7 separate regions of the Mus musculus genome follow, and all the other regions are linked to region 1. The links are chromatin contacts, called in public Hi-C, HiChIP or PLAC-seq and promoter capture Hi-C maps. All regions are on one chromosome and are shown on one strand. The core of a region is the stretch at or near the end of the contact, and the rest is flanking DNA. Distances in the headings are between cores, read along the strand shown. Region 1 holds the start of D930019O06Rik (a long non-coding RNA gene). Region 2 holds the start of Npas2 (neuronal PAS domain protein 2). Region 3 has its middle 33 kb from the start of Il1r2. Region 4 has its middle 51 kb from the start of Il1r2. Region 5 overlaps Map4k4 (mitogen-activated protein kinase kinase kinase kinase 4). Region 6 overlaps Map4k4 (mitogen-activated protein kinase kinase kinase kinase 4). Region 7 overlaps Map4k4 (mitogen-activated protein kinase kinase kinase kinase 4).

Region 1 (2,751 bases), core at 78-2,577:
GGGAGGCGGTGCCAGAGTCTGTCTGCAGGACTGTCGGAGCCTGCAGGGAGCTGGGAGCTGGATGCGCCTCATCTGTGATTCCAAAAGCGATCCTGCCTACGTTCCAGGTTTCCAGCTTGTCACTGTTTATCTGATCATCTCTTTGGCCATTTTAGTACACAGGGATTCAATCACTAACCACGAGACTGTTTCCCAGCTTCTCCTTCCTCCCCACTCACATGCACTTGGCCAGATGGACCGACCCATGCACACGCTGGTTCCGTTATTCACAGGGCATTCACAGCCTATGAACCTGTGAAACCGGAGTCGCCCTGCGTCCTGGAAGGGAGACGCGCACCGCCCCCGCGTCCCGACCTCTGGCTTACCTTTTCGTGGGTGGACACAGTGGCCAGACAGCCCCAGGAGCTAGCGTGGGCTAGGGAGCGGGCGGTGCCGGCATGCACCCTGGGGCCAGGGGATGCCTCAGATGAGCCGCTCTCCCGCCGGTAGGAGAACATGCCACGCGCGGCCGGTGCGGGCCTGGCGCGGGCGGAGCCCCGAGGTCGCAGGTGCGTGTCCTCCTTGTGCGCCGAGGCCGGAAAGCTCTGCTGCCAGATGCTACTCGAGTCCTCCAGCAGCGCGGGCAGCGCCTCCTCAGTGGATGCACTGTCCAGCTCCTCATCTACCTCGTTGGTGACAGCCCAGGACACGGAGCTCACGATCACGTAGCCGGCGGCTGGGGACAACAGGGCGCTGCAGCATAGCAACCAGGACAGGCGACTCCCTGGCCAAGCAGGACGCTCCCTGCCGGACAGCGACATCTTCTTGGAGGCGACGCGCCCTGTGGCGGGGACCACTGACCAAGCAGCGGCCAGCCAGGGGCGCCCCCCTGCGGCGGAGCGTGCGTCGGAACCCTTCTCCTCGTGATAGGATTCCCGGGTTGAGGGTCTCCAATCAGTCCGGGGGCCGGGGTTCCCTATTGCCTTACACTCCCGTAAGAAGCGAAGTCTGCTGCACGACCAGAGTCCCCTGCGTCCACCGCCGCTGCTGGGCGCAGAGTCCACGCGTGTCTTGGTTTTCCGCAGGATGGCAAGCGTTTTGCAGCCAGAGGGTGGGCGTTCACAGCTCAGGCTCAATGCACTCCTCCGCTCGTCAGCTGTGCGACTCTACCAAGCTGATTAACTTCTCTGAGCCAACAAGAAGGGCATCACCAGGCTCAGTTATTGCACCCCATCACCTCCGCAGAACCGGGAACCACAATACACCCACATCTTCCATCACTCACCCAGTCAGCAGTGTCCTGCGGTTAGCGACACAGACTAATAGAACTTTATTGTTGTTGGGTGTTTTGTTTTGTTTTTTGTTTTTTGTTTTTTTTTTTTGTTTTTTTGTTTTTGTTTTTGTTTTTTTTCGAGACGGGGTTTCTCTGTATATCCCTGGCTGTCCTGGAACTCACTCTGTAGACCAGGCTAGCCTCGAACTCAGAAATCTGCCTGCCTCTGCCTCCCAAATGCTGGGATTAAAGGCGTGTGCCACCTCTGCCCGGCTTAATAGCGTATTTTAAAAACCATCTTGTTCCAGTAAGAAGTTTAATAGATATCAAAATAACTTCAAAGTAATTATAATTTCTTACCTGTTCTTATGATATCCAGTCTTTGTCCCACCATGGAATATTTTCTATCGCTTATATTCCTAAAATGCAAGAGTCCTGCACTAACTGGTTCTATAAGAAAGTATCTTGAAATGGGATTTGAGTTTTTCCTACATGTCTTCACTGTGCCCTGCTGTGAAACTCCTGTGACTCTTCCTGGATGCCTGGATGTCAGCTGTGAACACAGCTGGTCTCTTTCTCTTTGCATGGGAACTTCTTGTCTCTCCCTGGATGCCCCTGGCTGCTCTTTCTCTCTCTCTCCCCTCCCCACCCCCCACCCCACAACCCCTTCTCTGCTCTCCGTCTGCTTTGAAACATTGATGGTGTCTTCAGTTTCTCCCCAAGACATCTTGTTTACTCTCATGGCTTCTGCTGTTATCGGCTGCTGCTCTCTCCCCAGCTTCACAGACCCTCTTATCCCCTGTTTAGGGGAAAGATGTGTTCCATGGTCTTGAGAGGCACAATGGGGAGTCATGGAAATACTACACACTGCAGCCAGGTATGATGGCACACACCTGTTATCTATCCTAGCACTCGACAGGTGGAGGCAGGAGATTCAGGAGTTCAAGGTCAGACTTAGCTAGGTAAGCAAATTTGAGACCAGCCTAGACTACATGAGACACCACCTCAAGATCCACCATAAAAACCAACAACTCCTCCTCCCTGAAATACAAATTAAAAATAATCCAGATCTTGTCCTATCATGTTCTGATTGTGGGATAGTGGCATGTCACTGTTGCCTCTACAAAATGGGGACGGTTACATCTCCCCCACCGGGGTTTGGGTGTCAAGCCTGACATCTCTAGTTTCAGGGGAGAGCTTATCCTCAGAGGAAAAAGACGATGAATGTTTCAACCTCAGGAAAGGAAAAGGGATTGAACTGATATGTCAGTGTGGGGAGAGGACCTGCAGATGGTAATCTCAGTTCCTCTGTGGCTCTCACGGCAGGATCAATCCACCTTCTCTTTCCTCATGCCTGAGTTGGCCAGCTATGGCAGAGGCATGTGCCTCCTCTGCTGGAATGAGTTCAGCTGTAGAACCTCAGAGGAGTCCCACAGATCTCTTTTATTTCTATGGGTATCGAGATGTTGTATTGTAAAAGCTAGAGAGGGTATATTTGT
Region 2 (2,751 bases), core at 97-2,596, 460 kb before region 1:
CGCCTCCTGGCCGCAGCCCCCGACCTGTGGCCCTGGGGTTACAAGGGGACATTTAGCGGGTTCTTGCCGATCCTTGACCCATTTTCCTGACCAGTTAAGCTCGCCCTGGAGGAGGCACCGAGCGTTCCTCCCTAGCAACCGCTGCTATATTCCACGAACAGCGTTCACTCTCACATCCCAGGACCCTTCTTCTCACCTGGTGTTCCCTCACCCACCCACGTCCCCAGTAACCTGAGTCACGGAAGCGCAGAGGCCTGCCCTTAGAGGTCGGCGTGGGCGAGGGGGACAAGACAATCACATTCTAGCAAACACCCCCACCCCGTGACAGCACAGTGGCAGTGGGCACTGAGATGATTCCCATTTACCCGGGGCACGGATTCTTTGCTACCCCCCTAGTGACAACTTTAGCAGGACCCTGGCCGGCAGCTCCTCAAATGTCAAGCTCGCCTCCCCTCTTCCAGGTTCCGCACTAAGCACAGTCTCCCCCTTCCACCGCGCCCAGTCCGGACCAGACTGGCCGGACCCCCACGTCGATACCCCCACACCCCCCTCCCCAAGCAGCCCCGCAGGACTCGCAGAGGCCCTGGGGGCGCACCGGTGTCTGCCCCGCCGAGAGTCGCCGGGGGGTCGCAGGGTCCGCGTCCCTGCGGCACGCGCTGAGTGCGCGGCTCACACTGGGTTTGGACCGTAGGGGGGTGGGGGGAGCGGGTAGCCGCCGGAGCCTGGAGGCTTAAGAGGAAGAGGAGGAGGAGGAGGAGGAAGGGGAGCGGGAGGAGGAGGAGAAAGAGAAGAGGGAGGAGGAGGAGGCGGCAGCGGGGCGGGGAGGTGGCGGCGGTCCCCAGCTCTACGCGCCCAAGAGTTTGCGGCGCGAGCGGCGGGCTTTTCCGCAGGACCCGAGGGACCCGCGCAGCGGCCGCGGAGCCCCGAGACCCCGGCGGCAGCGGCGAGAGCAGCGCCTCCCGCCGCCGCCCGGGAGAAGCTCCCCGAGCCCGCCTGCCGCCCCGGCTCCCCGCGGCGGCGGGAGGCGCGTCTCCCCGGCCCAGTCGGTGCCCGGCCTGGCGGGGCCGCCCCGGCCCGCTCGGAGGTAAGAGGCCACCGCGCTTGGGGACGCACGATCTCGGGTGGGAATACGTGCGCGTGGCTCGCGGCTCTGGTCACCTGCTCGCTAGCGCTGGGGACGCGCGGGGCAGGGAGGGACGCTCGGGCGCGACACCGCGCGAGGCTGCGCAGCGCAGGCACCCGGGGGTTGGGGCGCGGGGAGGTGAGTCCTGCGCACTCCGGGTCCTGCCGCCCTGGGCTTCGGGTCCTGCCAACCGCTGCAGCCAGACAGACGGTGGGCTCCCGGAGCTGCTCGCCAAGAGAGAGGACTAGGCACCCCAAACATCGGGATTCGGGGGTCCTCCGAGGGTGCTAGAGGGGTACTGCGTGCCCGGACAGAAGCTTTCAAGATTGCCCGCTGCCCTTCCAGAGCCCCACCGCAGGCATCCCGAAGCGTAGGGAGCCCGGGACGCCTGGAGAGTGTGGTTGCCTGGCCGGGCCCTTGTGTCACTACGTTCCTGGGTCTGACTTGGCTTAGGGCTGGACTGAAAGCCCAGTCTTTGTGCTTAGACAGCTCTGCGCTCCTGGGACTCCCCGGGTTGGATGCTACAACATTGTTTTAGTGGGAGGTGTGCCCCCTCCCCAAGTAGAGGAGGGGTGCGACCTTGACTTTTCTAAAAAGCCACTTAGGGTGGGAAGCAGGGGGCAGGGACAGGTACCAAGAGGCTCAATTCAAAGCCAGCCTCCCCCCTCTGCCCGCCTCTCCTTAACTGCTTAAGGTAAGAAAGTTTGTTTTCGGCTCTGTGGTTCATAAATAATTAGTAACCAGTTTTGTTGACAAGGCAAGATGGAAACCTTAAGCATACACGCGCATTTCCACCGACTCTAGAATCTCCTAAGGTTAAATCCGGGAGTCTTTAGTTCGTAAAGTTGTAGGCTGTAGCGTTCAACAGGTGTTGCAAGGGTCCTAGAGGCCCCAGCTTAGGGTTTTTTTTTCTCTATCCATTGCGTTAGGATCCGCCCCTAGTTCGCGGTTAGCTTGCTTCTTTACAGGTGAATATTGAGTCGTTATTAACTGCGTCGGCGGAGACAGCTAGTCTGTCTCAATCACTAGAACTCTATTATCCTTAATAGGGTTTTCTTTTATAGGAGGGATTTCCCATTTGGACTTTCCAGGTAGTTAGTCCTGAAGCAGTTCCTGGCAGGACTCAGCTCTGTCAACACCTTCCTGTCTCTCTCTTCACAGAGAAGTCCCCATCCAGCGAACTGGCCAACTAATTATGGCTTGCATGAAAAACGGCCAGCCCTGGAAGGCACCCTTCAGACTCAAGAGCAAATACTGGCTTGATCTTCCTTCCTGCTGCTAAAATTTCTCTGAAGGAAAACGTTGCCAGAAATAACCTCCAATCTCTTTTTAAATAGCCCCTAAATAAATATAATCCTGTTTTTAAAAGAGATATTGCGATCTGGGCCACTATTTTACAAAGCAAATTTTTCGTTACTGACAGATATGAACCAGTTGAGGTACTGGTGTTTCCCAGCAGTCTACTCTTTTGCCATTTCCCCTCAGAAACCCGTACCTCTATTTATTTGGAGGTCATCCCGCTGTGCAGATGTGGAAAAGGTTTTTATTCCAACTACTCCCTAGAGTTACATCTTGAGGGGTAGGAGAGGATATACTCTAGAGAAAGCACATTATTAATAAAATGTTAC
Region 3 (2,751 bases), core at 98-2,597, 400 kb after region 1:
TCCCTGAGTAGCCTCAGCTTCCCATGCTGGGAAGTGATGCCCAAGAAATCAGGAACAGCAAGACAGCTCTGTGCAAGACTTTTATGGTGCTAATGAAAAGAGGGTTTGAAAGAGACTTAGAGGAAGGACAAGGTTACAGACCTGTCAGGACAGAGAAGCCAGGCTCCCTGAGGGAAGTCTGGCCATAGATGCCCTTCCATTTCCCTTCTCACAATAAAGTGGCCTCTGAGTTCCTGCCATGGAGGAAACAGAGATGACATTCAGGGATGAAGCACTTCAGAGCTCTGGAAACTCTGTCCTCAGATGTCTGAAGGAAAAGTCAGTCACAAGGGACCAGGGGTGAACAGTAAGTCTGCAGGCAACCATAGAGATGCCACCCTGTTTCTGCGGCTAACCTCTGTGAGGTCACCATGGTTTATGGCCAAGCTGACTTCAGGATAGTGACACCTTCAGTGGGCTGTCTCCTCCCACATCCAGAGAGAGAGTCCTACAGTCTTAGAGTCAGTCTCAGGATATTTATTACCAATTCTAACTGTGTCAAGTTGGCATAAAAATTAGCCAGCACACATACTTAAGGTTCCATAGACAGGAAGTGGTGGAACTGATACCCCAAATCAGTCTACCTGCTTTTTAACTATACTATTCATGCTACCGCTCTTGAATTGGTCTGTGATTTACCTATCCGATGTGTTAGTGCCACTAACCACTCATCAAACAAAAGAAGAGAGGGCTGGAAAGATGGTCCAGTGGTTAGGGATGCTTGTTGCTCTTGATGCGGACCCAACTTGGGTTCTCAGCACCCGTGTAGACAGCTCATAACTGCTTGTGACTCCATATCCAGGAGACCTGACATCCTCTTCTGGAGTCCTCACATACGCGCTGCACACACACATACTCATAAATAATATATTTTTAGAAAAAGAAAAATCGAACGCTGCCTTCATCTATATAAAACACTCTGCGCAAATCAAATGTAAAAATATTCAAATAAAAATCAGACAAAGTAAATGTAAGGAGCCATGTTTTATGCTTGTGACAAGGGAGACTTTTTAATCCAAGTCAATAAATCTGGAAGATATTATGTGTTATGATTATACATATGTCTTGGAATATCAAATTATACTAGAAACGAAGCTATCAATTTCCCATTGCTGCAATAAAATACCCGAAGACAATCAACTTAAAAAGTAGAAAAGTTTACTTGTCTTCATGGTTTTGGAGGACCCAGCCCATGAATGGTCGTCCGTTTGCCCATTGCTTTGCGGTTTGTGGTGAGGCTACGTGTCATCATGAGTGTATGACAGAGGCAGCTGCTCACCTCATGGCCAGGAATGGAAGAAAGGGGAAGCAGAAAGAGCCTCAGCATCCTGACCCTGACCACAGGAAGAAGCTCCATCTGCAAACAGCTCCTCTGACCCCACAGGCCAAGGCCCTTAGGTCTCAGTCCTACCCCAGAGGCCTTTGTCTGACACATGAACAAGCCATAGCAGAAACCAAGGGGTAATGATCACATGGAAGGGGATGTTTTTAATGCATATGGAAATACTGCTAAAACTCAAAAAATTTAAAGAAAAAAACCAAAACATCTAGAAAAGTTAGTCAATTTAATAAATAAGTAACCCATATTCACAAAACCAACTTAAAAGTCTGCAAAGATATAGACAACTATAAAAAAAAACCATTCACAGTTACGGAGCTGCAAATTAGAATATTCAACTTATAAAAATTAAGATGAAGATACCCTTTTATTGAGAGGAATTTTGGGAAAGTCCTCCTATACTATTGGAATTATGGATAGTATATGTTGCCCTTTTTTGGAAATCAATATGGCAATGACTGTTGAAAAACATACCAAAGCATGAAATCAACAAATATCCATCTGTGAATGAACGGTAGCGAATATATTTGTGACGGTATGGTTAGACCTGGAAGATGTTCTGTTAAATAAAATAAGCCAGGTGCAAACAACGTCACATAAACTGGTAGGAGCAAAGTAGAGGGGCCAGGGATATGGCTCCGTGGGTGGGTAAAAGTGCTCTATGCAAGTATAAAGACTGGGGTTTGAATCTCCAGCTCCCACATGAAAGCTGGGTGTGGGGACACCCCAGCAAGGGGGCTGGGGAAGGGCAGAGACATCTGGCTCCCGGGAGCTTGAGGTAAGGCAAGTGAGAAACCTCTCTAGGTACAGTGGTTCGAATGAGAATGATCTCCATCATCTCAGGCCTTTGAACACTTGATTGGCAGTAGTAGGTGCTATTTGCTGAGGTTAAAGAGGCGTGGCCTTGCTGGAGGAAGGTTGTCACTGCTGGAGAGGGCTCCAAGGTTAGGAGGTTAAAGCCTTGAGCCATTTCCAATGTGCCCTCTCTGCTTTGTGCTTGTATTTGTGGACGTGAGCTTCGAGTTTCCTGTTTCCGCCACCGCCTGTCACACTTAGCCCGCAGTGACCTCTTTATCCCTTTGGGATCATAAACCCTTCTCCTAGTTGCCTTGGTTACAGGGTTCCATCACATCAATAGAAAAGTAACCAGTGTACAGGAGGACAAGGAGGCAGGTGACCAGGTGACAGTGGAAGATACTCAGTATCTTCCTCTGGCCTCTGAATGGGTGTCATGGGCACATACATACACACCCCCACACACATACACCCCTACCAAGTAATACAGTACAAATGTTTTTTGAGACAGGGTTTCTCTGTGTAGCCTTGGCTGTCCTGGACTTCACTATGTAGACCAGGCTGGCCTCTGCTTCCCA
Region 4 (2,751 bases), core at 117-2,616, 380 kb after region 1:
GACACTTCCAAGGTTTGTCCCCGACATTTGTCCACATCTTACTGCTTCTTAAATAGTCCCCCTAGAGATCATTCTGGAATGGGGGGCCTGAGTTGAGACATGGTCTTCTAATCTCCATGGGCTGGATTTTTCTACATCTCAGTGTATATTACTGTGTGTGGATGGATGGATGGATGGATGGATGGATGGATGGATAGATAGATAGATAGATAGATAGATAGATAGATAGATAGATAGATAGAACTAAAGTCATGTCAACAGGATAACCAAGACAAAAATCCCACTAGAACAGCAGTTCTCAACCTGTGTGGGTCTCAACCCCTTTGCAGGTTGAACAGCCTTTCATGGGGGGGTCACATATCAGATATCCTGTTTGTCAAAATTTTAACATTATGGTTCATAGCATTCAAAACTAAAGTAGCACTGGAATAACTTGATGGTTGGGGGATCACTGTATTAAAGGGTCACAGCGTTAGAACTGAATCTGAGAACCACTGCACTGTTACCTAGGCTGGGTTTTACACAATCACAGACAGACAGACAGACAGACAGACAGACACACACACACACACACACACACACACACACACACACACACACACACAGGAGTTTGCAAAGCTTTTGTTCTCTGGCTCTATTAAAATGGTTCTGTGAGAAAGCTAAAGGAGGAGGCCATAATTTGCAAACCTCAAGGCAGTGAGCTGGCTGTGGGTGAAAGCTAAGAAATCCTTCTTCTCACGGACAGCCCAGGACTCTCTGCTGTGGGGTCCAGGACTGTGCTGCAGGGGTTTCTTTTTCTAAAGGCTGCAAGGAAGGCACATGAAGTTGCAAGCCATACACACACACACACACACACACACACACATATATGCAGCCAGTGGCTGCTGCTGTTCCCCTACACAGGTGGGTTTCAGACAGAAAACTTTCATGTACAGCAGAGGTGTTTATCTGGGGCCTCTGACTCACTGGTGGCATCAACGAGGGGCCCGCCAAGCTGGAAAGTTCTCAGAGACTTATAGCTGTGGGAAAAACCCACTCCCCCATTGCATTCTGGTTTCTGCCGTTGTGTAATCTTAAAAGAATGGGGCAAAGACCTGTCATGGAAGGAACTGAGAAACTTAATGGTGGCTGTGTAATTTATTATCCTCAGCACAGTCGCATATGTCCCAGTCACTGGGTAACAGATTCCCAGGATCCTTCACAAGTAAGTCACTCTAGACTGTTGGAAAAGGTGTGGCTGTCACCTGAGTCTCCCTGGCTATTTTGAAGTGCAACCCTATTTTCAGCTCTTACTGGACCTCACTCAAGAGAGCTCACTGTGCATGCTGGAGAGATGGCCAGGAGCCATCACTGCCACGAATCGGTAGTAACACAAGAGCCTGGTCCTTCTGGAATCTGCTGAGTCATGGCTGCCCATTCTATAGAACTGACTCCTGGTCTTAGATGACATTTGCCCAGCTCCACTTAAGGGCAGCTGCTATCATAGTCGTGTGTAACTGACACAGAGCAGCATGAAGTCTCATCATTGCAGTAGAAACAAAGGGAGTTTTGTCCGTTCAGGGAAGATTTGTGAATTGCTGCACTTTGTACAAGCCACCATAATTACAAGCTATAATTGGATCACTCTGTAATGCTCAGATCTTCCAAGTTACCATGGACGGGGATCTGATCTCCGATTCCAAAAGGCAGCTGATGTGTATATGGAATTAAAAGGACAGTATGTCCAGACCGCAAGGAAGCATACGAGAGCTTAGCGTGGAGATCAGGGAGAAGCCAGCTAAGTGACGCTTAGAGTCACGCCTAGTTAAAAACACTAGGATTTCCAACCTGGGACACGGATCACATTCCCAAGAAGGGAATAATCTTTTATTCTTTTTATTTTTATTCTTTTTACTTGTTTCATTTTTTTTCTTTTTCTTTTCTTTTTTTTTTTGGATATGCCTTTTTGACTGAGAATTTTGTATATGAATATATACTACATTTTAATGAAACATATCCCCTATTTCCTTACTTCTAATTCCTCTTGTATCGCCTGCCTCAACTCCCATCTTCTACTTGTTTTAAAAGCAGTACGTCCACTTGGTGCTACCTGTGGGCGCATGAGTGTAGTTCAGTCTGTTGGAGTTTGAGTGGTCTTTCGAGGGCTACATTCCTGAGGAAAATGGATTTCCTTTCCCAGTAGCTATCAATTGCGAATAGCCCCTCAGTGAGTGGTAGGATTCGTGCAGCCCTAATCCACCCATGCTGGTATTTTGCCTTGCTTGGTTTGGTGGATGTACCATTGGGTTCATGGGCGCAATGGCCCGGACAGGTCCAACAAACACTCTTTACAGAATTTCATTGTCTCTAGTTTTCATGATCTTTCCAGCCCTGCTTCTGCAGTAGTCTCTGAGCTTGGATGAGAGAATTTGTTGAAAATGGCTGGCAGGGTCTCACCCACCAGAGTGTCTGATTATCCAGGTCAAGTGTCCTGGGCAAGCCCCTGTGACAGAAACTGCTGGAGGACACAAGAAGAAATCTCTCGCCGGAAGGTTCTACACCTTCCTCCTAATTTCCACATTGCTCATGATCCCAGTGGTTGTGGTACAATCTTAAGAAGCCAGACACCCCAGTTCTGTGTAGATTGAGTGTCATTTCAATCAAAAGAGGCTGTTTTAGATGCAACTCTGAGGATAATGTGAATGTCTTCACCCACCATTATGGAGAAAGTTTACACTTATTACATGATATGGAAATAGGCTAATTTTTTAT
Region 5 (2,751 bases), core at 89-2,588, 350 kb after region 1:
TTGTCTCAACAGCTGGTGTGAACAGGAGGCGTGCATTCAGCGTAGGGAGAGGAGGCTTGTCGTTTGTTTGTTTTGTTGTCTAAGATTTTTATTGAACTCATTATGGCTATCTCCAGTCAATACTTTTATTTCCCCCTCCTTAACTCAGATGTGAAGTCCCTCCTTCCTCTTAAATACTTTTTTAAATTATATTTTTAGAACGTTGGTTTTATTGTATAAGCAGGTTAGAAGAGAACTTTTAACCTGAACATTTTGAAGTAAGTACTTTGTGTCTGTGGTCCCAGCTCCCTGAAGGACCTTTGGACGCTAAAGGTGGCCTTGCATTTCTGTGCAGGCTCCTATTTATTTGGCTGAATGTGTAAATTTCCTGGGAAAAGGTTTTTGGTTTTGTTTGTTTGTTTGTTTGTTGTTTTAAAATACAAAACCAGATTCTCAAACCTGTCAAGATTGAACACAGGTTATGCCTAGTGGGTTGAATATTGATTTCCTGTAAGAGATTAGGACAGAGTTTATGACTTTTCCTTCAGTCTGTCCCAGAGTCTGTCTTGTCTGAGTGCTCAGAAGAGAAGCAGCAGCCTTGTCTAGAAAGGACAGTAGGTGGCAGACACACCCATCCCCTGAGGGTGTGTAGGCACTCCTCCATGCTGCTCTGCCTCACACACTTCTCTGAGCTTTCTGTACTCGGTCGGCCCTGGTGTTTGCATGTCACCTAGGACAAGAGTTGGTGGTTTTGAGAAGAAATGGCCCTTCTGTGACAGATGCAGTCACATGAGAATTTGAATGTGTTCTGCAGTAACCAACCCTCCTGGGGGATGGTTGAGCTGAGCAAATCTGAGGTACAGGGGGTGGGGTTTATGCAGATATAGCAGCTGAGAGCTTCAGAGAGCTACACCAGAGAATGCCAGCAGAGGCAGTGGGAAGGGCCAGGTGCCACTTGCTGCTCCACTTAGTGCCTGTTTCCTGGTGAGAAGCATGGTTGTCCTGAGAGCTAAACCCAACACAAGGGCAAACTTGCCTCTGAGCAGCAGGCTCGAGAAGCTTCTGTTTGAGGAGATGAGACAGACAGCCTCTCTTCCTCCGCTGCAGAGTTCTTGCCCCAAGCTTTCACCTGCAGGAGGGAAACTCGTGTGGCTCCTAGCGTTGAGTCCCACTTAGCGTTATTTGGTAACACATCCGTTTGGTTGCTCTCCCAGTGAACACTTAGATGTTTTAGTAGTATGGGAATTGTACCAAAGCTAGGATTCTTTGGATCTGCCTGTGAGCCACAGAGACTATGCACTGGGTCTTAACTGCCGGTTTCACCTGCAGAAGCCAGGCAAGTCAGCACAAGACACATTGATTAGTGCGTGCTGAGTTACAGCTCCCATAACCGCCTTAGTGGTTGGTTATTCTCCAGCAGTGAGGTACAGGTACCTCTTACTAAAATAGTTTATAGAGTTCTGAGAGGATGTTTTTTTAAAGTGACTGCAGAAATTCACTTGGCCAATTGTCATGTCCTTGAGTTCTCATTTCAAAGGCATATTCCTACTGTCAGCCCAGAGTATCTTGATGCTGGTCAGCCTGGGCTTTCTTGGTACTGGATATTTTGGTAAAGAAATTTTAATCCCACTTTTTTCATAACTAGGAGTGTAAACTCAGCTAGGTCTAAAACATTTTAAGATTGGGAGAAAAAAATATTGGTATTCTTGAAAAGTTGGCTGTTCTTAAGTTTCTCTGCTACAGTCCCATAATAGGAAGAGTGTGTGTGCACGCACAAATAAGTCCCGTCAGTAAGATTCTCAGACCCAGGGTTCTGAGGTGGTGGGGAGGTTTGCTGATGAGCAGTGTCTCTGTCATGTGGTCCCCAGCTCTCTGTGCTGACATGGACATGCATGTATCACTCTCCCCTCGGGGGTCTGTGCATGCCCCTGTTCACTGCTGTCTGCAGTTTGTGTCTGGGCACTTTCCCTTATGCGTGTGCCTTTGCTCTTCCTCTTGCCTGTCACCAGCATGGAGCCTATTGGCTGCTCCATGCTTGACACTATGCCTCCCCGACTCACACCCACCTCCTGTTTGGGATTTAGTGTTGACCAGAAAAGCTAGTTGTATGCAGAACGCATTGAATGTTTTGTGTTTTGTTTTCTTGTAAGGTACAGTGGTCCCACCTGGCATCTCTCAAGAACAATGTCTCCCCTGTCTCGAGATCCCATTCCTTCAGTGACCCTTCTCCCAAATTCGCACACCACCATCTCCGCTCTCAGGACCCATGTCCACCTTCCCGCAGTGAGGGGCTCAGTCAGAGCTCTGACTCTAAGTCGGAGGTGCCCGAGCCCACCCAAAAGGCTTGGTCTAGATCAGACAGTGACGAGGTGCCTCCAAGGGTAAGGACAGACAGACAGACGCGCTGTTTTCTCTTTATTTAAACTTACTGTTTGCTGTGATGATGGGAACAGTGACTTACTTCATCAGGGCTAAAGGGCCAGAAGTTTCAAATGACTTCTCAGGGAGGGAAGCCATTCCCCACCTCAGCAGTTACAATTAGCCAATGGTTAGTTAGCTTTTTATCATTGACTGGTTTTAAACGTAGTTTAATAAAAAGTATTTATGGAAAAAATTTTAAGCAACATGCTTCTAAATAAGTAGAATTATAAATGTGTACAGAAGCTCTCCATTATTGTGCATGACATCAAGAATTTAAGAAAAAATCTTATGAGGAAAAATTAACAAGACCATGATTTTTTACTTTAAAGTTGAGCGTATTGTACTTAATAG
Region 6 (2,751 bases), core at 136-2,635, 310 kb after region 1:
AGACCTTCCCTGTCAGTGGACATAGAGAAGTGTTAGATATTTTAAGGAGGGCTAGGTGAGGTCTAGGTAGAGATGATGCAACATGCATCCCTTAATTAGGCCTTGATGCTAGGAGAGGCTGCCCTTACTTACATCACCTGCTCTGCCCTTCTGTGGGCCAGGCCAGGCTTCCTCAAAGGTGGAGACAGGCTATCATGGTGTTCCGACTTCTAACACTCTATAGTGCGATTTTCCTTGGAACGTGTGTTACGTATTGCATATTTGCAAGGGCAAGGTGGCAATTTTGACTTGGTTAGAAACACTGAAGGAGAGCTGGAAAACAGGCCGTTCTCCTTAGCTTCTATCACCGTCAAGCCTAGGACTGGTTTTGTTTTTCTTAAAAAGGAAACATTAATTTTCCTAAAATTAAAAAAAGAAAAGAAAAAGGCAGAAATGAATCGAAAGCCGCGAGGTTTCTCCTCTGAGGGAAACTCTGGTTCCTGTGGGGCAGGCACACTGTCTGAAATGACAGACAGAGGATGCGTTAGCCGAATTAACTATTTGCAATAAAGAAAGATGCCACAATATAAGTCTTTGCAGAGCGTCTTGATCGACTCGTGGGTTTTGTAGATCTGTAATCTAAAGTGGTACTGTATCAGGCTCCTAAAGAGTCCCTACCCAGCAGCACATAGCTGTGTCCTCAAAAAGAAAAAACTCCCGTGCTGTTCCCCTCCCCCCACCACCCGACTTCTAGCCATGTCAAGGTTGCTGCCTTGATTTGGAAGTAGACACTGTAGAAAAGCTGGAGGGCTGAGGGGCTGTGTGGGAACTATTGGACCTGTCTGACACATGGCCAGGTCAGAGAGTGCACTCACTACACTGTGTCTTAAATGCACTCTCCCTTCTTGGGTTCAAGAAAAGCACAATTTTACTTTGTGATTGAGCTGCCAGAGTCATGTGACTGCTGTCAGAGTCATGTGATCGTGTTGGACCTAGTCATGGGAGCTACATGTTATTACTGACAGGGGGATAGACTTTCATATCCTGGGCTTATGTTTGCTTAAGTGATCCACATTGATGCATCTTGCCTGCTGTACTCCTTGATGCCTTGAAGTGTATATACCAGTGTATAGACTGTGTGTGTATAGACTGAAGTGTATAGACTGTGCCCTCTTTGACATGGGCACAGCAGTATAAAGCTTGTCCCAGTGTTGTTATTTAGAGTGTACTAGTTGTCACATAATGCCATTTTCCAGGACTGCTTTGTCCTTGTTATAATCTGAGTCCCTGAACAATTTCTGTGAGTAAATGCCGAGTTGTTCTTGGGTTTGATGTTATAAATGTACTCTTCCTGTCACAAGACAAGAGACTGGCTTTGGAATATGTGAAGATGTTCTTTCTGTTCTGCATTGTTGCAGAAGGGCCACTCTTAAAGTGGAGTCCTTAAAAGTAGTTACGTTTACGATAGCAGGGTGGTTCCTAGTTGCTTCAGAGAGTAGGGGTTAACCACACGCACCCTCCGCATCGGTGAGAAAGGAGAATGATAACACAGGGGTTTTATTTTTTTTTTTTGTTTTTTGTTTTTGTTTTACATACAGAGTGGTATGAATAAGCTACACAGTTTAGGTCCTAGATCAAAGATTACAGTTATGATGTCATTTTGCTTGTCCCTGAACCTTGAATACTTCCTCTTCTCAGGATAACAGTCTCCATACACCATACATTGACTTTTGGGGACATTCAATATAATTTGTGAAATCAAGTAGTAACTATTGGGGTCCACTAGGAAGATTCAGTTACCATTTATGGCATAAAGGAAATATCTAGAGGGCTTTCTAGTTTTGTTTTGTTTTTGGCCATTGAAGAAAAGGTTGAGGCTGATATATAGAAAAACAGATTACTTAAGTTGATTGGTGTCAGGGAAGATGGCTTCCTGGCTTGATTGCCAGCCCCTCCATATATCCAAGGGGATCTGAGGTCCTCACCTGGCTTTCATGGGCTCCTGAACACATGTAGTGTAAATAAGCTCACACGTACACACATGGACACATAAGTTTAACAAAAGTCTTTTGAGAAACTTGGAGATAGTTTGATAGTACATCAAACGTATCAGAAAAAGAATTGATATTTTATCCGAATTCATTCGATCTTCTGTCTTTGTTTTTATCAGCTCCGTTGTTCTATTATGAGCATGCACTTAAAAGCATGTTACCTTTTATTAGTAACAGAAAAGGCGCGGGGGAGGCTGGGTTAGAGACTTTAGCCACTTCCTCTGAGGAACCGTCGTGAGTGTCGGTACTGACCAGTCTTTGTTTTCTGTGTCTCCAGGGTCGACATGTTAAAACGGGTCAGCTGGCCGCCATCAAGGTTATGGACGTCACCGAGGTAAGGTTGGACCACACTTGTTGATGAAGACATCGTGACTTTCAAGTTCTTCCGGCCCTGGTACTTCTGCCCTCCTTGGCACATTTAGAGATAGTGATCACCTAAGCACATGGCTTTGCTCTGGTGTTGGCTCAAGGTCCAGCAGCAGGCCAGGCGACTTGAGTTGTTGAGATAGTCCTAAGTAACTAAGAATCTCATTTGCTTAATGCATTTTTGATTTAAACCACCAACCCGCAGCAACCCTCCTCCATCGGAGTGATGTCATCTTTGGCCACAAAATGGGCTGTAATTGGAAACATCTTCACTAATAGAAAGGAAAATGTTGGGGGAGGGATCATGGAGGTCACATGCGCAGTGATTAAAGGGAAAGCTCCCTTGGGGTATTAG
Region 7 (2,751 bases), core at 92-2,591, 270 kb after region 1:
CATGAGGAGGAAGTGTAAGCCAAAGAAACCCTTTCCTCCCCGGCTTGCTTCTGGTAATGGAGTTTTATTGCAGCAATAGAAACCCCAAGTAAGAGACAGCCTCTTCCTCCAAAAGCATGCAGGACATGTTTTCTACTCTATGCAGAGTGAGGAAGTAAGTGGTAGTCATCCATACCTTTCCAGCCTGAGGACAGGATAGGCTCTCACAGCACTAAGGAAGCAGATTCCTACCGTGGACTAAATCAAGCTTTCCACACAGTTGAGTTGTTATAAATGACATTAGTCATCACTGCTATAGTTGGTGTTAATGGTCAGGTCAGCACCTAGGAGGCAAGCCCCTTGGCAGGGTCAGCCTCTGAGACACCTTAACAGGTCAACTTGATGTGGGAAGGCCCCTCTTCACTGTGGTAGGGACCGTCTCTGGAGGCTATGCTGGTCTGTATAAAGCAGTGGGCAAGCTGAGCACTGGCCCATCAGATCACTGCTCTCCCCGTGTGAGTGGAGATGCACTGTAAGCAGCGCTCTCAGGCTCTTGCCACCGTGACTTCCTCCACAGGAAGGACCATGACCTGGAATTGTGAGCCAAATAAGCCCTTTGTCCCTCAGGTTGCTTTTGATAGGCTATTTTATTTTACCATGACAGGCAGAGAAACTGACAGCCATCAACAATGACACCCCTGTTCCAAAGGAAACAAGTATGGAAGAAAAGCTTGTAAAGGATTTCCAACTCACTGTTCGGTCAGGTCTCACACCAGCACTGGCTGCTTGGGTGCACTACAGTGTCCGTGCTCAAGGAACCCCCGAGGATGCTCACCTCGTGCCTGTACAAACTGTGGCTGCAGCACAGGCATTGGTTTTATTTATTTTATTCTGAGCTTCCTAGTGACTGCACTGTGCCAGCGAGCCTGACTTGCTGCTCTTGGGTACTGGGAAAGTGTTTGATTAGCTATTACCTCTCGGTTAACCACAAACACTGTGCCACTGTACAAAGCTACCGGTCTGCTCTGGGAGAAAGCTTTTACAGCTTGCCAAGGTGATTCTGAGCAACGTGAGCAACTCTGTCTGAATATTTCCTTTCAAATCTCTTCTTCCTGCTTTCTCCCTATAATCCATGGTAAACAGTCTCCAAACTCAAAAGGCCACCGATAGAGAAGATGCCCTGGGCAGGTGCAGCTACATCCAGCTAACCCCAGCAGCTGTTACACTCGCTGAAAGCAGGTCTGTTATGTGGCTGGTTTGTTGCTGGGTTTGGGTTGTTTTTTAACGAGGTAGGACTGTGCTCTAAGTACTGCTGGGAAAGTGAAGCTTTGGGACAAGTCTCCCGCTCAATGTGAATCACACTTCCTCTCACAGAGCTGTCAGAAGCCGAGGCCGCACCCTGCTGAGCCTGGCCTGGCTCCTCTAGTGTCTTCTCCCCTTGCCAGCCCTCTGGCCACCCTCCTCAAGGCCTGCAGTCTCCTGGGAAGGGGGCGGGGGGTCTTACCCAGACCAGACCAGAGGTCAATGTCCCTTCCCAAAGGCGGTTGTCGGTGGGTTTTGGATTCTCAGGCTGCTTCCGAGGGTTACCTCTGTGTATCGACATGTTGTATTGATAGTTGCCAGTAGCCGTCAAATTTACTGTCTTTTAACTCTGAACCTACTAACTTGATAATGGAAATTACTACCAAAGTCACATTTGTAAAACTGAAACGTTAAATCTATACGTACAGATAACTAGACAGTTTAAATTAGAAAAAGTGTCATGAATAATGCTAAGTGCAGTTTGGCGTGACTACCTACAGTGCTTTGAAAGGTCAAAATCTCAAATCTGGTTTTCATTCCTATGAATCGTAGGAAATAGTCTTAAAACTGTTAGTCTCTGAAGACTGCCCGTCTGATGCAAAGGCTGTATCACCTCTGCCCAGATTCAGCAAGAACACTTCAACTTGTTTTTCTAAATTATATACTGGTTATAGTAGATAGACATAGTGATTTTTCTCTTATCAAGAAAACGTTTACAAAAGATTTCTTTTCCTGATCAGGGACATCGAGACAGGGTCTCACAAGCCCAGACTACTTGATATTGAATCCTTCTGTCCCAGAATTACAACCTCGTCTAACTTGCTCAACTCAAATGATTTCTTCATTAAGTTGCATTAGTAAATTTCCTGAAATCACAACCTAGGGGACTGAAAGGCATGCTCAGTAGCTAAGCGTTGCGGTGAGTTTAGCTGCATCGCTTTGTGCTCCCGGCGGTGCAGGGCGCACATTTACACCCACCCACCTGGGACTCTTTGGATCAGTGAATGAAACACACACACATTAACTTATTTTTGAAATGCCTTGGCTACTCAAAGGCTGGGCAGTTCTAATCCTCCACCCAGCTATCATAGATTTCCCTCCAGTACTCCTGACTCAACACCCTCTAAATCTATGATCTATCTTTGCTGCCCTGTTCCTTCTGGGTGGACCTAGTCTTTGCTGCCCAAGACACTTCTGGGCAGCCCTGTTGGGGGCCACATTTCTTTTCTCCTACATTTCAGATGATTTTCCTTCTGCAGCTCTAAATTTGATCTGTCTCCTTCTGAAACATAGCGATTCTCTCTCTCCCTCTCTTCCAGTTCCTAGCCCACACAATCTAAGGGTCCCTCCCCTGTCATTTACCCAGTCATTGGCCATTGGCATCTTTATTGATCGATCAAAAACCAGTTGGGGACAAGGACCTTGAGTGTTTGGACACACAGATTCCCGATTAAATCAAGCATTAGAACC

The links. Promoter capture Hi-C pulls out the DNA fragments that hold promoters and counts their contacts. Hi-C and Micro-C count contacts between places; a contact is called where the count stands out from the background. HiChIP or PLAC-seq counts read pairs in DNA pulled down with a chosen protein or histone mark.
Region 2: a contact with region 1 is called in a Hi-C map of embryonic stem cells, with 1.8 times the contacts expected there. The contact joins the promoter of Npas2 here to the promoter of D930019O06Rik in region 1. A contact is called at or near these places in 1 of 39 promoter capture datasets (neutrophils) and 1 of 484 Hi-C or Micro-C datasets (embryonic stem cells).
Region 3: a contact with region 1 is called in a Hi-C map of bone marrow-derived macrophages, with 14 read pairs. The contact joins the enhancer-like site here to the promoter of D930019O06Rik in region 1. A contact is called at or near these places in 5 of 39 promoter capture datasets (3T3-L1-derived adipocytes, cranial neural crest, embryonic stem cells and 2 more), 1 of 484 Hi-C or Micro-C datasets (bone marrow-derived macrophages), 3 of 115 datasets of contacts at active chromatin or transcription factors (embryonic basal ganglia, embryonic limb bud and stem cell-derived neural progenitor cells) and 2 of 9 other capture datasets (adipose tissue and embryonic stem cells).
Region 4: a promoter capture Hi-C map of the HPC-7 cell line shows a contact between it and region 1, with 2.6 times the contacts expected there. The contact joins the enhancer-like site here to the promoter of D930019O06Rik in region 1. A contact is called at or near these places in 7 of 39 promoter capture datasets (the HPC-7 cell line, embryonic stem cells, frontonasal cranial neural crest and 3 more), 1 of 484 Hi-C or Micro-C datasets (bone marrow-derived macrophages), 5 of 115 datasets of contacts at active chromatin or transcription factors (bone marrow-derived macrophages, embryonic hindbrain, embryonic limb bud and 1 more) and 2 of 9 other capture datasets (adipose tissue and liver).
Region 5: a contact with region 1 is called in a promoter capture Hi-C map of embryonic stem cells, with 4 times the contacts expected there. The contact joins the enhancer-like site here to the promoter of D930019O06Rik in region 1. A contact is called at or near these places in 13 of 39 promoter capture datasets (3T3-L1-derived adipocytes, the C10 cell line, cranial neural crest and 8 more), 1 of 484 Hi-C or Micro-C datasets (bone marrow-derived macrophages), 3 of 115 datasets of contacts at active chromatin or transcription factors (bone marrow-derived macrophages, large pre-B cells and stem cell-derived neural progenitor cells) and 4 of 9 other capture datasets (adipose tissue, embryonic stem cells, liver and 1 more).
Region 6: an H3K4me3 HiChIP or PLAC-seq map of bone marrow-derived macrophages shows a contact between it and region 1, with 4 times the contacts expected there. The contact joins the enhancer-like site here to the promoter of D930019O06Rik in region 1. A contact is called at or near these places in 13 of 39 promoter capture datasets (the 3T3-L1 cell line, the C10 cell line, the HPC-7 cell line and 10 more), 2 of 484 Hi-C or Micro-C datasets (bone marrow-derived macrophages and nephron progenitors), 8 of 115 datasets of contacts at active chromatin or transcription factors (bone marrow-derived macrophages, embryonic basal ganglia, embryonic fibroblasts and 4 more) and 3 of 9 other capture datasets (adipose tissue, liver and pancreatic islet).
Region 7: a contact with region 1 is called in an H3K4me3 HiChIP or PLAC-seq map of bone marrow-derived macrophages, with 5 times the contacts expected there. The contact joins the enhancer-like site here to the promoter of D930019O06Rik in region 1. A contact is called at or near these places in 13 of 39 promoter capture datasets (3T3-L1-derived adipocytes, the C10 cell line, the HPC-7 cell line and 8 more), 3 of 484 Hi-C or Micro-C datasets (embryonic stem cells and uterus), 4 of 115 datasets of contacts at active chromatin or transcription factors (bone marrow-derived macrophages, craniofacial prominence, embryonic stem cells and 1 more) and 4 of 9 other capture datasets (adipose tissue, bone marrow-derived macrophages, embryonic stem cells and 1 more).

The regions. Positions count from the first base shown.
Region 1 is chr1:39,650,141-39,652,891 of GRCm38.p6, forward strand. It overlaps D930019O06Rik (a long non-coding RNA gene), which reads left to right and starts at 1,328. Exons shown (of 2, transcript XR_001778897.2): 1 at 1,328-2,129. It overlaps Creg2 (cellular repressor of E1A-stimulated genes 2), which reads right to left and starts at 1,042. Exons shown (of 4, transcript NM_170597.4): 1 at 366-1,042. The coding sequence starts at 800.
Region 2 is chr1:39,192,926-39,195,676 of GRCm38.p6, forward strand. Npas2 (neuronal PAS domain protein 2) reads left to right here and starts at 1,347. Exons shown (of 21, transcript NM_008719.2): 1 at 1,347-1,817.
Region 3 is chr1:40,050,029-40,052,779 of GRCm38.p6, forward strand. No RefSeq gene overlaps it. Among named protein-coding and RNA genes, the nearest start is that of Il1r2, 33 kb to the right of the region's middle. Within about 2 kb of position 1,348, at least 57 of the 459 cell types and tissues checked have an H3K27ac peak or open chromatin away from gene starts, as enhancers often do. A contact at or near this core is called in bone marrow-derived macrophages, where this site is marked.
Region 4 is chr1:40,032,550-40,035,300 of GRCm38.p6, forward strand. No RefSeq gene overlaps it. Among named protein-coding and RNA genes, the nearest start is that of Il1r2, 51 kb to the right of the region's middle. Within about 2 kb of position 1,367, at least 29 of the 459 cell types and tissues checked have an H3K27ac peak or open chromatin away from gene starts, as enhancers often do. A contact at or near this core is called in the HPC-7 cell line, where this site is marked.
Region 5 is chr1:40,001,628-40,004,378 of GRCm38.p6, forward strand. Map4k4 (mitogen-activated protein kinase kinase kinase kinase 4) reads left to right here. Exons shown (of 32, transcript NM_001252200.1): 17 at 2,130-2,360. Among named protein-coding and RNA genes, the nearest start is that of Il1r2, 82 kb to the right of the region's middle. Within about 2 kb of position 1,339, at least 47 of the 459 cell types and tissues checked have an H3K27ac peak or open chromatin away from gene starts, as enhancers often do. A contact at or near this core is called in embryonic stem cells and pancreatic islet, where this site is marked.
Region 6 is chr1:39,959,871-39,962,621 of GRCm38.p6, forward strand. Map4k4 (mitogen-activated protein kinase kinase kinase kinase 4) reads left to right here. Exons shown (of 32, transcript NM_001252200.1): 3 at 2,308-2,364. Among named protein-coding and RNA genes, the nearest start is that of Map4k4, 60 kb to the left of the region's middle. Within about 2 kb of position 1,386, at least 19 of the 459 cell types and tissues checked have an H3K27ac peak or open chromatin away from gene starts, as enhancers often do. A contact at or near this core is called in bone marrow-derived macrophages and microglia, where this site is marked.
Region 7 is chr1:39,924,975-39,927,725 of GRCm38.p6, forward strand. All of the region lies in intron 2 of Map4k4 (mitogen-activated protein kinase kinase kinase kinase 4), which reads left to right. Among named protein-coding and RNA genes, the nearest start is that of Map4k4, 25 kb to the left of the region's middle. Within about 2 kb of position 1,342, at least 43 of the 459 cell types and tissues checked have an H3K27ac peak or open chromatin away from gene starts, as enhancers often do. A contact at or near this core is called in adipose tissue, bone marrow-derived macrophages and memory CD8 T cells, where this site is marked.